2 separate regions of the Mus musculus genome follow, and region 2 is linked to region 1. The links are chromatin contacts, called in public HiChIP or PLAC-seq maps. All regions are on one chromosome and are shown on one strand. The core of a region is the stretch at or near the end of the contact, and the rest is flanking DNA. Distances in the headings are between cores, read along the strand shown. Region 1 holds the start of Phox2a (paired-like homeobox 2a). Region 2 holds the start of Art1 (ADP-ribosyltransferase 1).

Evidence for each region. HiChIP or PLAC-seq counts read pairs in DNA pulled down with a chosen protein or histone mark.
Region 2: an H3K4me3 HiChIP or PLAC-seq map of bone marrow-derived macrophages shows a contact between it and region 1, with 3 times the contacts expected there. The contact joins the promoter of Art1 here to the promoter of Phox2a in region 1. A contact is called at or near these places in 4 of 39 promoter capture datasets (the C10 cell line, hippocampal neurons and stem cell-derived epiblast-like cells), 2 of 484 Hi-C or Micro-C datasets (the G1E-ER4 cell line and embryonic stem cells), 2 of 115 datasets of contacts at active chromatin or transcription factors (bone marrow-derived macrophages and embryonic stem cells) and 4 of 9 other capture datasets (adipose tissue, liver, macrophages and 1 more).

Annotation. Positions count from the first base shown.
Region 1 is chr7:101,814,233-101,820,068 of GRCm38.p6, reverse strand. Phox2a (paired-like homeobox 2a) reads right to left here and starts at 1,756. Exons shown (of 3, transcript NM_008887.2): 1 at 1,355-1,756. The coding sequence starts at 1,571.
Region 2 is chr7:102,097,858-102,103,936 of GRCm38.p6, reverse strand. Art1 (ADP-ribosyltransferase 1) reads right to left here and starts at 2,194. Exons shown (of 5, transcript NM_009710.4): 1 at 2,146-2,194. It overlaps Art5 (ADP-ribosyltransferase 5), which reads left to right and starts at 3,708. Exons shown (of 5, transcript NM_007491.2): 1 at 3,708-4,106; 2 at 4,294-4,503; 3 at 5,427-6,079. The coding sequence starts at 4,444.

The DNA.
Region 1 (5,836 bases), core at 507-3,006:
CCTCTGTCCCACTTCCTCTAAGTCCTGTCCCAGCCCCTCCCTCACCATCTTCCAACACCTGACGCAGACACCATCTCTAAATCCTTGTATCTAAGTCTGGTTTAAATTTCCATGTTTTTCATGGGGTCCCATCTTCCCAAATTCTTCTCTTCTGCACTCCATCTTTCTTTCCCTCTCGAGTATTTGTTTTCAGGCTCGTTTGGTGTCCATCTTCCATAATGTGTGTTCCCACCATCTGGTTCTTATCTCTGTTTTCCAACACTATGCACCCATTCCTCTCAGGGTCTCCATTTGTGTTTCCATCTCTCCGTACCTTATCCCATCCACAGTCTCACAGACCCTTTTCTCAAGGGTCCTATCTTCCTATTTCCTGTTCCCATTTATGGGATCCCCATCCTGGCCTGGCCCAGCACCACCAGTCTTCCTAACCCCATTTTGGTCTACGGCCGCCTCTTAAAGGTCATTATTTCTCTAAATTAAGGTATTTATCTCCCCAACAAACCCCAGACCTCCTTTCGGGTTCCAGTGATATTTGGGGGTGGGGGGATTATGAAAGGAGGAAGCCGGGTGGGGCATGCTGGGACACTAACAGAAGGCATAGGGATACCTAAAAGGCTAAATGACGTTGAGGGTTTGGACTGGGACTTGCTTGGATCAAAGGACTCGAGGGTGGAGGATCTATCTGCTCCTGGGATTTCAAGGGCTGTCGTCCGGGATGGGAGGGAATGTGGGAATGAAAGTGGTCCAAATGATAGAGGCTCCTTTTCTGTGGCTATGGGACCCGTTTTTTTGTTTTTTGTTTTCTGCTGGTGCAGTAAGGTTTGGGCCCAGGCAGGATAGGTCTAAGACAGGGCAAGGTGAGGCTGGAAAGAAGGAATCAAGGCTGGGGGAAGGATGCCATCTGGGCAGCTCAGCGGCAGCAGGGATCTTTGTTGAGGGTGGCATCACCCAAGACACAGGTGGTAAGAATGAGAGTTGGCTGGACTGAGCTGGAAGCCAATTCTGAGGATTCTGGGAATGGAGAGGTTTGGTGGTCACCTTTGTAGGTGGGGAGGGGAAGGCCTAATGAGAGGCCTAAGACTGGACCTGTTTCTTTGATACGAAAGGCACAGGGTAGGGGGTTGGCATTGAGAAAGAGGAACCGTTGGAACAAGAGGGTGCGGCTCATCCCTGCCAAGAAGAAACTCCTATTACCGGGGGTCTCAAAGTACACTGGAGGAGTCTAGCCAGCAGCATAGGTAGGGGTGGCTTGTGGGTTCAGTCACAATTACTTGCAGAGTAGGAAAGGTAGTTGGGGTTTCATGGGGTTTGGAGGTGGGGTTTGGAGGTAGGGTTGGGATGGGACTGCGCTCACCTGCCGAGTAGGGTGCGGGCTGGTGGTCGCGTAGGGCGCCAAGCGCACAGTTGGAGGAGCCGAGCGCGGGGCAAGGTGGCCCAGCGGCGGGGAAGGCAGGCCGCAGGGGACTGTATTGGAAGCCTCCAGGCTGGCTGCAGGCGCCGAAGTCACCGTAGGCGGACGCCTCCATGGCCGCCACGCACGAATCGTACGAATTGAGGTAGGAGTAGTCCATCGGCCCGAGGGGGCGGGGGCGGGGGCCGGGCAGGGCCGGGTCTGGTTGGGGTCGGGGTCCCGGGCTGGGTGGAGTTCGGGATGGAGATTCGAGCTCCAGGCGCAGAGGACCTGAGACCGGCTCTGAGCGCCCGAGAGTCCGCCCGCCCCGTCGCGGCCCGCACTCTGCCCCGGTGCAACGCAAGTGCAGTGCTGCCAGCCCGCGCGCCTTTTAACGCGCAGGACCCCGCGGAGGGGGCGAGGCGGGGCGAGCTCCGCGGGGCGGGGCCTGAGCGGCCCAGACCCCGCCCCTAGCCACCTCGGGTCCCCCACCCCAAAGGGCCTCCCTCTTAGGGCTCCCGAGGTGCAGGCGGAGCATCGTGGGACCCCAATCCGAGAGTCCCTTATCCTGTCCCAATCCGGCCTAGACCTTCGATCTCTACACAACATGCCCAGCAGGAGGGTCCCGACCTCGTTCCTGGGCCTCCCACCTGCGGCCCCGTGGAAGCTAGGGAGGCAGGCCCCGCGGTGCTGGTGTGAAGAAGTTAATTCAATTCTCCCAGATAACCGAATTATTCCGATCTGGCCCTTCAGCCCCGCCCCCAGCTAGGTCCTATCCCTGCGAGGACTGCCGAGGCTGCCCTAGAGTGAGGGGGATGGAGACAGGGATGAGAAAGAGACAGGAGCCTGGGACAGGGACAAGGAGGGGACGTGGGTATGGAGAGACTAGAGAAAAGGGGTCAGACCTCGAAATAGAAGTAAGGGAAGACAAGGATGAAGCGGTAGAAGAGAAAGGCAGGGGTGGAGATGGAGATTGGCAGAGAGAGGAGGCCAGCAGGATGGAGAAAGACAGGCATGGAGACAGAGGGACACGGATGAACATGGACGTGGACTGCAACCAGGGCTGTGATGGAGCTGCAGAGAAGGCTGAAACAAATCAGAGACAATCACAGTGAGACCACACACAGGATGGCCTTAGGCTAACAAGGACAGAAACAGACCAGCGAAACAGAGGCCGATGAGTGGAGAGAAAGGACATCCCCGAGAGCTGGGATTTGTGACCAGAGCACCGAAGGCGACCAAGACATTGTGGTGGAGAGGCTGGGGGTGGGAGGGGTTGGCAAGGCATTAGAGGAGAAGGCTGCAGGGTTGAAGTCTCTCTCTCTGAGAAGTCTCTTGTCTTGAGGGCCACAGGAGCCTGCACCTGCTGGGTCCAGGCCACTCCCTCCCATCCCGGCTTCTCAGCTCTGTTGTCCTCTCCAATAGCTTGTGACCTCTGGACTCGCGCGTGTGTGTGTGCGTGTGCGTGTGCGTGTGCGTGTGTATGTGTGTGTGTGTGTAACTGTGTCTGTGTAGGATGCTGAGCCTTAGGACTATGGTAATGACTCCCTCTCTCTCCTTCAGTGCCTTTCTTCTTCCCCTTTGAGTCGTCCCTGCCTTCTTCTGGAAAAGCCAGGTCATTGACCCTCCAAGGATTTTCCCCAGCTCTCCAGGCTGTGTGGTGAATGGAATACATTTAGCATCTTTACCTGGAGGATGAGTAGAAACCCCCTTCTGTCTCTTTGGCTCTCCTGAAGGATGAATTGAACCTCTCCTCATTAGTCCCCAGCCCCAAGTCCCCAGGTTTCTACACTAAGTCCTGCTGATGGGAAGTCTGAGATCCAAAAAGAAGCCAGAAGAGGGCCATGTCCTTGTCACCAAACAAAATCCTCTAGGATTAAGAGAAACTCTCCTGGAATTCCTCTTTCCTCATGTTTGCCAGCACAGTGGGACCACAACCCTCGGGTCCGTCCCTTTCCCAGGCTAATTATTCTTTGCTTGACTCATGCCTCGGTTTCTGTAAGTATTCTATGTCAGGAGTTTTGGAGTTGTGTGTGTGTGTGTGTGTGTGTGTGTGCATGTGTGCACGCATGTGTGTGTGTGTTTCCAAGCCATTTTCCCTTGCTTTGGGTATGTTGTGTTAAAATATGCATAAACACAAATTTTACCATTATAGCTATTTTAATTGTATATTTCAGTGTTGCTAGTTCTCATCATGTTGGACAATACAGCATCACTGTCTTGTTTATATTTATTTCCATAATTCTTGATCTTGTATAACCCAAACTCCATACATGAAGAAATAACTCTCTAACCACCTTCCCTACCTTCTGGTAGCTACCCTTCTGATATCTATCTATCTATCTATCTATCTATCTATCTATCTATCTATCTATCTACCTATGTAGTTTTTTGAGATAGGGTCTCCTGTATCCCAGGTGGCCTTGATCCCCCTGTGTAGCTAAGCATGATCTTGAATACCTAATTCTCCTGACCCTTGCTCTGACCAGCTGCATGCACTAACACTCAGTTTTATGAGAGGTTCTGGGATCTAATCCAGGACTATATGTACACTAGGTGAGCACTTTATCACTGAGCTAAGCACCCAGCATCATCTCTGTAATTTTGAATACTCTAAATATCTTATAAAAATGGAACCATACATCATTTACCTGGTTGTGACTGGCTTATTTCATTGATCATAATGTTCTCAAGGTTGTCTATGTGTGGCATAAGTTAGAATTTGTTTCCTTTAAGGTGGACTAGTATTCTATTGTATGTAATATCCATTTTTTTCATTTCTATGTATTCATTCATGGATACATAGATTCATGTTTTAGGTGCCGTGAATAACAATGATATGAATGTGGGCATACAGATGTGTGTCTTTATTGAAGGACAAAAGACATATTCACTCTTGATTTTATGTGTGTTTTGCCTGTGTGTGTTTATGTGTATTGCAGTTGTGCCAGTGCCTATGGAGAACAGAAAAGGACATTAGATTAGTTGGAACTGGAATTGGTTGTGAACTACCCCGTGGTTGCTGGGAATAGAACTCAGGTTCTCTGCAAGAAAAAGATGTTTCTCTTAACCATCAAGCCTTCTCTCCAGATCACATTTTGTTCCCATTAAAATCAGAGTCTAACTGTGTTGTGCAGTGCTGGCTGGTCTTGAACTCAGGCGCCTGCCTCTGCTTGCCAAGGGCTAGGATTAGAGGTTCTGCTTTCTATTTATTTTATGTATTATTTATTTATTTTAGGTATTTATTTCATTTACATTTTCAATGCTATCCCAAAAGTCCCCCACATGCCCTCCCACCCACTTCCCCACCCACTCCCACTTCTTGGCCCTGGCGTTCCCCTTGTACTGAGGCATATAAAGTTGGCACGACCAATGGGCCTCTCTTATTATTTATTTTTTTTATGTGCCTGTGTAAGTTTATGTGCATTACATACATGTCTGTGTGGGAATGTGCACTCGTGAGTACAGAAGAGGGCACTGGATCCTTCTGTAGTGGAGTTTCAGGGTGTGAGCTAAAAGAGGTCTGTGCTGGGAACAGGTTCTCTACAAGAGTAATCCGCACTCTTTAGCATCAAGTACTCTCTCTTATCCCTGGTTTTGGGTCTTTGAAATGGTTGGCTACTTGATCACAGGCTTGCCTGGAATTCACAGCCATCCTCCTGTCTCAGCCTATGTGCTGGGATTACAGCTGTGAGCCTCCATGCCCAGCTGTGTTGTGGTATATACCCAGAAGTAGGATGCACTTGGTATTGCATTTCCACCTGGTAACTTCACAGGGTTTTTACTTAAATTTCTTTTCTTTTCTTTTTTTCTGAGACAAGGTTTCGCTATGTATTCCTAGCTGCCCTGGAACTTGCTCTGTAGGCCAGGCTGGCCTGAAAGTCACAGAGATCTGCCGCCTCTGCTCCTGAGTGCTGAGATTAAAAGCATGTGTTGCTTGGCCCTGCTTTACTTAAATTTTTAAAAAAAGATTTATTTATTATATATATATGAATACACCATTGCTGTCTTCAGACACACCAGAAGAGGGCATCAGATCCCATTCCAGATGGTTGTGAGCCACCATGTGGTTGCTGGGAATTGAACTCAGGACCTCTGGAATAGCAGTCTTAACTGCTGAGCCATCTCTCCAGTCCCATTTTTTAGAGGTTTGTTTGTTGGTTTGTTTATAAGTATTTTTCCTGAATGTTTATGCAATGTGTATATGGTTGGTGCCCTTGGAGACCAGAAGAGGGCATCAGATCCCCTAGAACTAGAGTTACAGATGGTTGTGAGCTACCGTGTGGGGCTGGGAACCAAACTGGATCCTCTGCAAGAGCAACCAGTGCTCAGAAGCACTGAGCCCTGTCTGCAGCCCCTGCAGTGTCTCCACTTTTTAAGGAACTGCTGTGCCATTTACATCCAAACCAATAGCTCCCGAGGGCTCCAGTTTCTCCCATCCTCACA
Region 2 (6,079 bases), core at 945-3,444, 280 kb before region 1:
CAAATATATACATAATTAAAAAGAGAATCTTTAAAAAAAATTCTCTGCCAAAACTGATGGAAAAGTAGCTCAAAATACTGAGAAAAATGCAGAAATGAGAATTATGAGAGGAAAAAAAAGATAGTATATCTTAAAAGGCATGGGTGCTGGTGTTAGAGAGATAGCTCGGCAGTTCAAGACACTTGCTGTTCTTGCAGAGGTCCCAGGTTTAGATCCCAGCAGCACAGGCTCTCAAAGACCTTTATCTCCTGTTCCATGTGATCTAATGTCCTGCACACATGCACTGTATGTAAACTCATTCTCTCTCTCTCTCTCTCTCTCTCTCTCTCTCTCTCTCTCACACACACACACACACACACACACACACACACACACGCTTCACACTCACATAATTTTTAAATCTATAAATAAATAAATAAATAAATAAATGCCTCTATGGTGGCTCATACCTTTAATGCCAGCACTCAAGGCCAGCCTGGTCTACAGAAAGAATTCTAGGACAGCCAGAGGTACAAAGAGAAACTCTGTTTCAAAAAGCAAAAGCAAAACAAAACAAAACACCCAAAACCAAAAAGCAGAGAGGGCTTGCCTATGCTGCACAAGTCCCTGTGTTTTGATTCCTAACACCTCCTAGACGTCAAGTGTGCTAGCATGTGCCTGAAGTCTCAGTATTCACGGAGGGAAGGAGGATCAGGAATCCAAGGCTACACAGTGAGTTCCAGGCCAGACCGGGATACACAAGACCCTGTCTCCAAACAAAGCAGCAGACTGAAGTAAAACATCTCTCTGCACCCGGTGGCCGCCTCACCTCAGCCTGCTCCTCGCCTCAGCCTGCTCCTCGCCTCAGCCTGCTCAATGATCCTGCCCCCTGGGACCTTTCCCGTCCCTGCTTGGCGCCTACAGTACAGAACAAAGTTCCAGAGAGGCTCTGCCATTTCCCTGCCCTGAGCTGTCCTGACCTCCTCCTCTTCCAGGCCTAGCTCAGGGCCCACCTCTTTCAGAAAGCCCCAGAATCCTTTGGGGGCTCTACATCACTTTGTGCTGACTTCTCCTGAGCGCCCCAAGCCCCACCCCTGACCTGTGTAGGAACCGGCAGTAATCCCTGATCTCAGGCCAGGACTAGGCAAAGTCACCCGAGTACTTGCTGATGAAGGAAGTAAAATCTACAAACACCCAGCTTCAGGTAGACCTGCAGATGCTCATGGGTAACTGGGCTGGGATGGAGAGACTGGCGTCCATGTGTTCCCTTTTGAGTCAGGTTCTGTCACTCTGAAGGCAGATATGTCAATCACCTCTTTGGGCAGGGTGATTTTTCTGCCCTCCACTGCCAGAGGTTTTATAGCAGCCTGAGCATTGGGAGCAGTGAAGCTCAGGTCTCACAGCTTCAGCTGCTGAGCCCTCCATGTCCTTCAGGCAAGATGATGACCCCAGTCAGTAATCCCGGAAAATCCGTGGAAGCCCACCTCTTCTCTTGTCCAGACAGCGCACCCTATCTGTCAGCGCTGGCTCCCGTCCATTAGAGAACGGAAGCCTCGCTAAAGCCTGCCTGTGTCCACCACATACCCTCATTTCTACAGTCACTTCTGGCCTCCTTTTGCTCAGTCTGTGATGGAAGACTCCCCTCCCCCCAGTCTCTGGTAAACAGGCTAAGAGGCGGTGTGAGCATTGCCAATCAGACAGCACCTCAGAGTAAATAGATTGCTTTCCTTGGTGACCAGTGTCACGGGGGAAATGCAGCAGAGATTGGTCTGGGACACTGGGAATTCTCCCTATTTCATTTCATTTCATTTTATTTTTTTTTATCTTATTTTATTGAGACAGGGTCTTGTTAGGTATCCCAGGCTGGCCTCTAACTTAGTCTCTGGCACAGGAGAGCTGAATCCAGCTTAAAAATCCCTTTCCACAGGCAAGGGAGCTGCATCCCCTATCCTCTGACCCTCGGTTTTCCTTTTTCTGGCCCTCACTCAACAGTTCCTTCAGGGAATATGACCCCAAGGCTCTCCTCAAAAACCCCAAACTTCCCCACATCCACAAACCTTCCTGGGATCCAAGGATCCCTAAAACTATTAATACCATAGATTTTAAATCAAAAAAGTTCCCTCCCTGCTCCCTATGCGAGGAGGTGAGGTAGCCTTCTGGCCTTACCTAGCCTTCTCCATGGCGGGCAAAGCTGACCTGGTCTCCTGGGATAGACAGGGCAGGGAGGGCAGCTTTCTCTTTTATACTGTCTATTCCCTACCCCTCCTGCTGTCGCCACACAGCTGCTCAGAAATGTGACACTCGTCTATTTCAAGCTGTCTCCTTGTCAAGGCTCAGGAACACTAGCCTCACCCCAGTGTGACCTGGGCCAAAGCTCTTCCCAAAACAATAAGAGCTGCCGAATACAGAGGTGTGGAGGGCAGTGTTGGGGGTGTTGAGGAGATGGGGCTGCAGCCCTCTCACCAGGCTTGGTTCTGGACTCTGATCACCCCAACTCCACACATCTCTCCTTCCATTTTGTTCTGTGGTGGTGGTGGTGGTGGTTAATTGTTGTTGTTGTCTTAATACTTTCTTTCACAAAGTCCAGGCTGACCTTGATCTTGAAGCAATCCTGTTGCCCCAGCTTCCCTGCCGATTGCTAGGGTTATAGGCATGTACCACCACAATGCATGTTCTTTTTTTTTTTTTTTTTTTTTTTTTTTCAAATTTTTATTAGGTATTTTCTTCATTTACATTTCAAATGCTATCCCGAAAGCCCCCTATATCCCACCACCACCCTGCTCCCCTACCCACCCACTCCCACTTCTTGGCCCCGAAGTTCCCCTGTACTGGGGCATATAAAGTTTACAATGCATGTTGTTTAGGGCAAGCTTTGTTCTGCCCTAAAGAACCTAGCTTCCTGCTGGATCTCTGACTCACCGTGTGACCTGAGAGGATGCTGCCCCTCTCAGGATCCCTGACCCACACGTGACCAGATTTGACTCCACTTCTTGGAGTTCCGGGTGCTAGGATATAAGAAAATCCCCAAGCCATAGGCTGCCCCCACACAGCATCTGCTGTCCCAGAAACTGCAAGTACCTGAATTCCTCCCAGAAAGGGAGGATGGGGTCAGGAGGGAAGGAAGGGATCACTGCTGGACATAGTTTGTTTTTCTCTTTAGCCTTCAGGAAGGATTGGAGGAGAAAAGAGGCTTTTGGGTGAAGGAAACTTTATTTGGCTGACAATATGAGGTGGTAAAGGGTGGTGATGGGTAAATTCATGAGCTGGACTGGAGAGGCCTTATCCTATGCTAATGGTGGCCCCAACAGGAGGCATCTCTAACCCTTGGTGTTAAGAACGTCCCTCCTTCACCTTCCCGCAAGCTGGGTCCTTCTCCCATTACACCCAACTGGGCATCTGAACTCAGAACTAGGTTATTTATAGTCAAGCACAAGGGAGGTGCGAGAGAAAGCTGTGTTTACAAACATGGGTTCAGCTGAGCCGGAGAAGTCTGGAAAGGGAATGTCTGAGGGGGTGGAAGGGGTGTGGCTGTTCCTGGACGGCTAAGCACTGAATGTCATAAATTCCCTTCTACCCCGGCCCTTCGGACCAGGGTAGGAGACAAAGAAGGTTAAGAGTAGGGAAGGAAGTGGGGGTGGGGTGGAGGGTTGATGCTGGTGCACGTGACCCAACGTGTGTCGTATGCAAATTGTATGCAAATAAGACAGATTTGGCGACTTAACTAGCGTAATGAACAAGGAGAGATCCTCGTGGGGCTTCGTGGCCTGGGGGTCTGAGGGCCATGGCCCGGCCCAGGGCCACCGGAGAAGAGACCAAGTCTCACAGGTCTCTCCCCCAACTTTGACTTAGTTCAGATCTTACAGAAAGAACCTATCATCCAAACGAAGGAGAGTTTTGCCCCTCAATCACCCAAGGACTCTGCCAGTTCAGCTCCCACGCCCCTGTCTGTTGTTGGGGAAGATAGGTGTCGGGTTACCAGTCCAGGGGCTATAGTTAGCCCCGGGGACTTTGTCCAGCTGTTTGTTCAGGATCTGCGATCTGCGAGCGCCTGCCGGCACTTCAGCTCCAGTCAGCCGCAAAGAACCATAGCCCTGGGCCGGGCCGCTCTCTGTCTCAACTTCTTCCAGGTGGGTTCCCATCCCTGCCCCGCCCAGCCCCGCCCCTCTTGCGGCAGAGTCATATAAGTGGCCCACCTATACCATCGCAAAGAAGTCCTGGAGACCCTGGGTGTGGGGCCATCTTGTAGTCATAGACTAGGGCTGACATGGGGACAATAAAGTCTGAAGCCACATCCATCCTTAAACTCATCCTCAGCTTCACCCCTCATCCCTCCTGAGTTCCAGTCCTTGACTAAGGACCCTCCTAGGCTGAAGGAAGGAAGGTCCTGGAGCCCATCCAAGCCAGCACTCCCCTCCACTGGCTTCATCATCATCAGGGTCCTGCTGTCTCGGGACTCGTCCTAGGATGATTCTGGAGGATCTGCTGATGGTCCTCAGCTGCCTCAGCTTGCACGCCCTCTGGAAGGTAACTCTAGCGACTATCCTTTGTCAACAAAGTCAGTTGTGGGTCAGAGGCTGAGAAGGTGGTGGTGGAGGAGGAATGATAACGGAAACCCTTCCCAAGAGGCTCTTCCCTCCTCCCAGTCCTCTTCTCAGGAACTTCTATTCCATTAGGGAATCCAAGTGCCAGGTCATTCTCCCAGAATACCACCTCCCTGTGCTCCCTGATCCCCGTGTGAAGTCTCCTTCCATGCTACCCCTCCATAGAGATTGCCTCCACCTTTCTCCTTCCCACTGCATACCACAGGCTCAATGCAGGCAAACCCCTGTCCACACGGGTATGCTGCTGTAGACCCTGGCAGGCCCTCTCCCCTCCCACATCACACTCTGGGAGTATGGTTGTGCTGAGGACAAAACACTCCTCCCTTCCTTGAGTTTAGGATGAAGCCTTCTAAAGTAGAGAGGATGCAGGAACCCCGGAGCTGACAGTAAAGTATACTGAACTGCAGGGCTTCCCCGAGGATGAGAAATGGCTAAGAGGGTTGGGGACCAGGGCAAGGATCAGACACTGGCTGCACATTGCCTGCATACGGAATAGCAGTGCCAGGAAAGCACAGGAACCAGGCAGACTCGATTCTTGGTCAGATGCCGCCCCTCTAGGTTGTGCCGCAATTATCCTCATGCTCTCCTCACAACCCTGTGAGGCTGGAAGCATCCTTAATCCATAGGTGAAGAACATGAAGTCCAGATCCCAGAGCCAGCAGGTGGTGCTTACACAAACCCATGGCTGTCCGACTCCATTGCCTGTGTTATTTGTGTCTGTTTCGGATCCTGCCAATTGCATGCATCAGCTATGTCGCACAGAAATGAAAACCTGTCCCCAGCAGTCCCTGGCCAGTGTTTTAAACTTACACTTTGGCCTCTGTGGCACCTCCCTTGTGTCCATAGGTTCGAGCTGTTCCTATCCTGCCCCTGAGCCTGGTTCCAGATACCTTTGATGATGCCTATGTGGGCTGCTCTGAGGAGATGGAGGAGAAAGCAGGCCTGCTGCTAAAGGAAGAGATGGCACGCCATGCCCTGCTGCGGGAATCCTGGGAAGCAGCACAAGAGGCCTGGGCACACCGGCGTCACAAGCTCACTCTACCTCCTGGCTTCAAAGCCCAGCACGGAGTAGCGATTATGGTGTACACCAACTCATCCAACACCTTGTACTGGGAGCTGAACCAGGCCGTACGGACAGGAGGTGGCTCCCGGGAGCTCTACATGAGGCACTTCCCCTTCAAGGCCCTGCATTTCTACTTGACCCGGGCTCTGCAGCTGCTGCGGGGCTCTGGAGGGTGCAGTAGGGGACCTGGGGAGGTGGTGTTCCGAGGTGTGGGCAGTCTTCACTTTGAACCCAAGAGGCTGGGGGACTCTGTCCGATTAGGACAGTTTACCTCCAGCTCTGTGGATGAGAGAGTGGCTCGCAGGTTTGGGAATGCCACCTTCTTCAATCTAAGGACTTGTTTTGGGGCTCCTATCCAGGCGTTGTCTGTCTTCCCTGAGGAGCGTGAGGTGCTGATACCCCCACACGAAGTCTTCTTGGTCACTGGGTTCTCCCA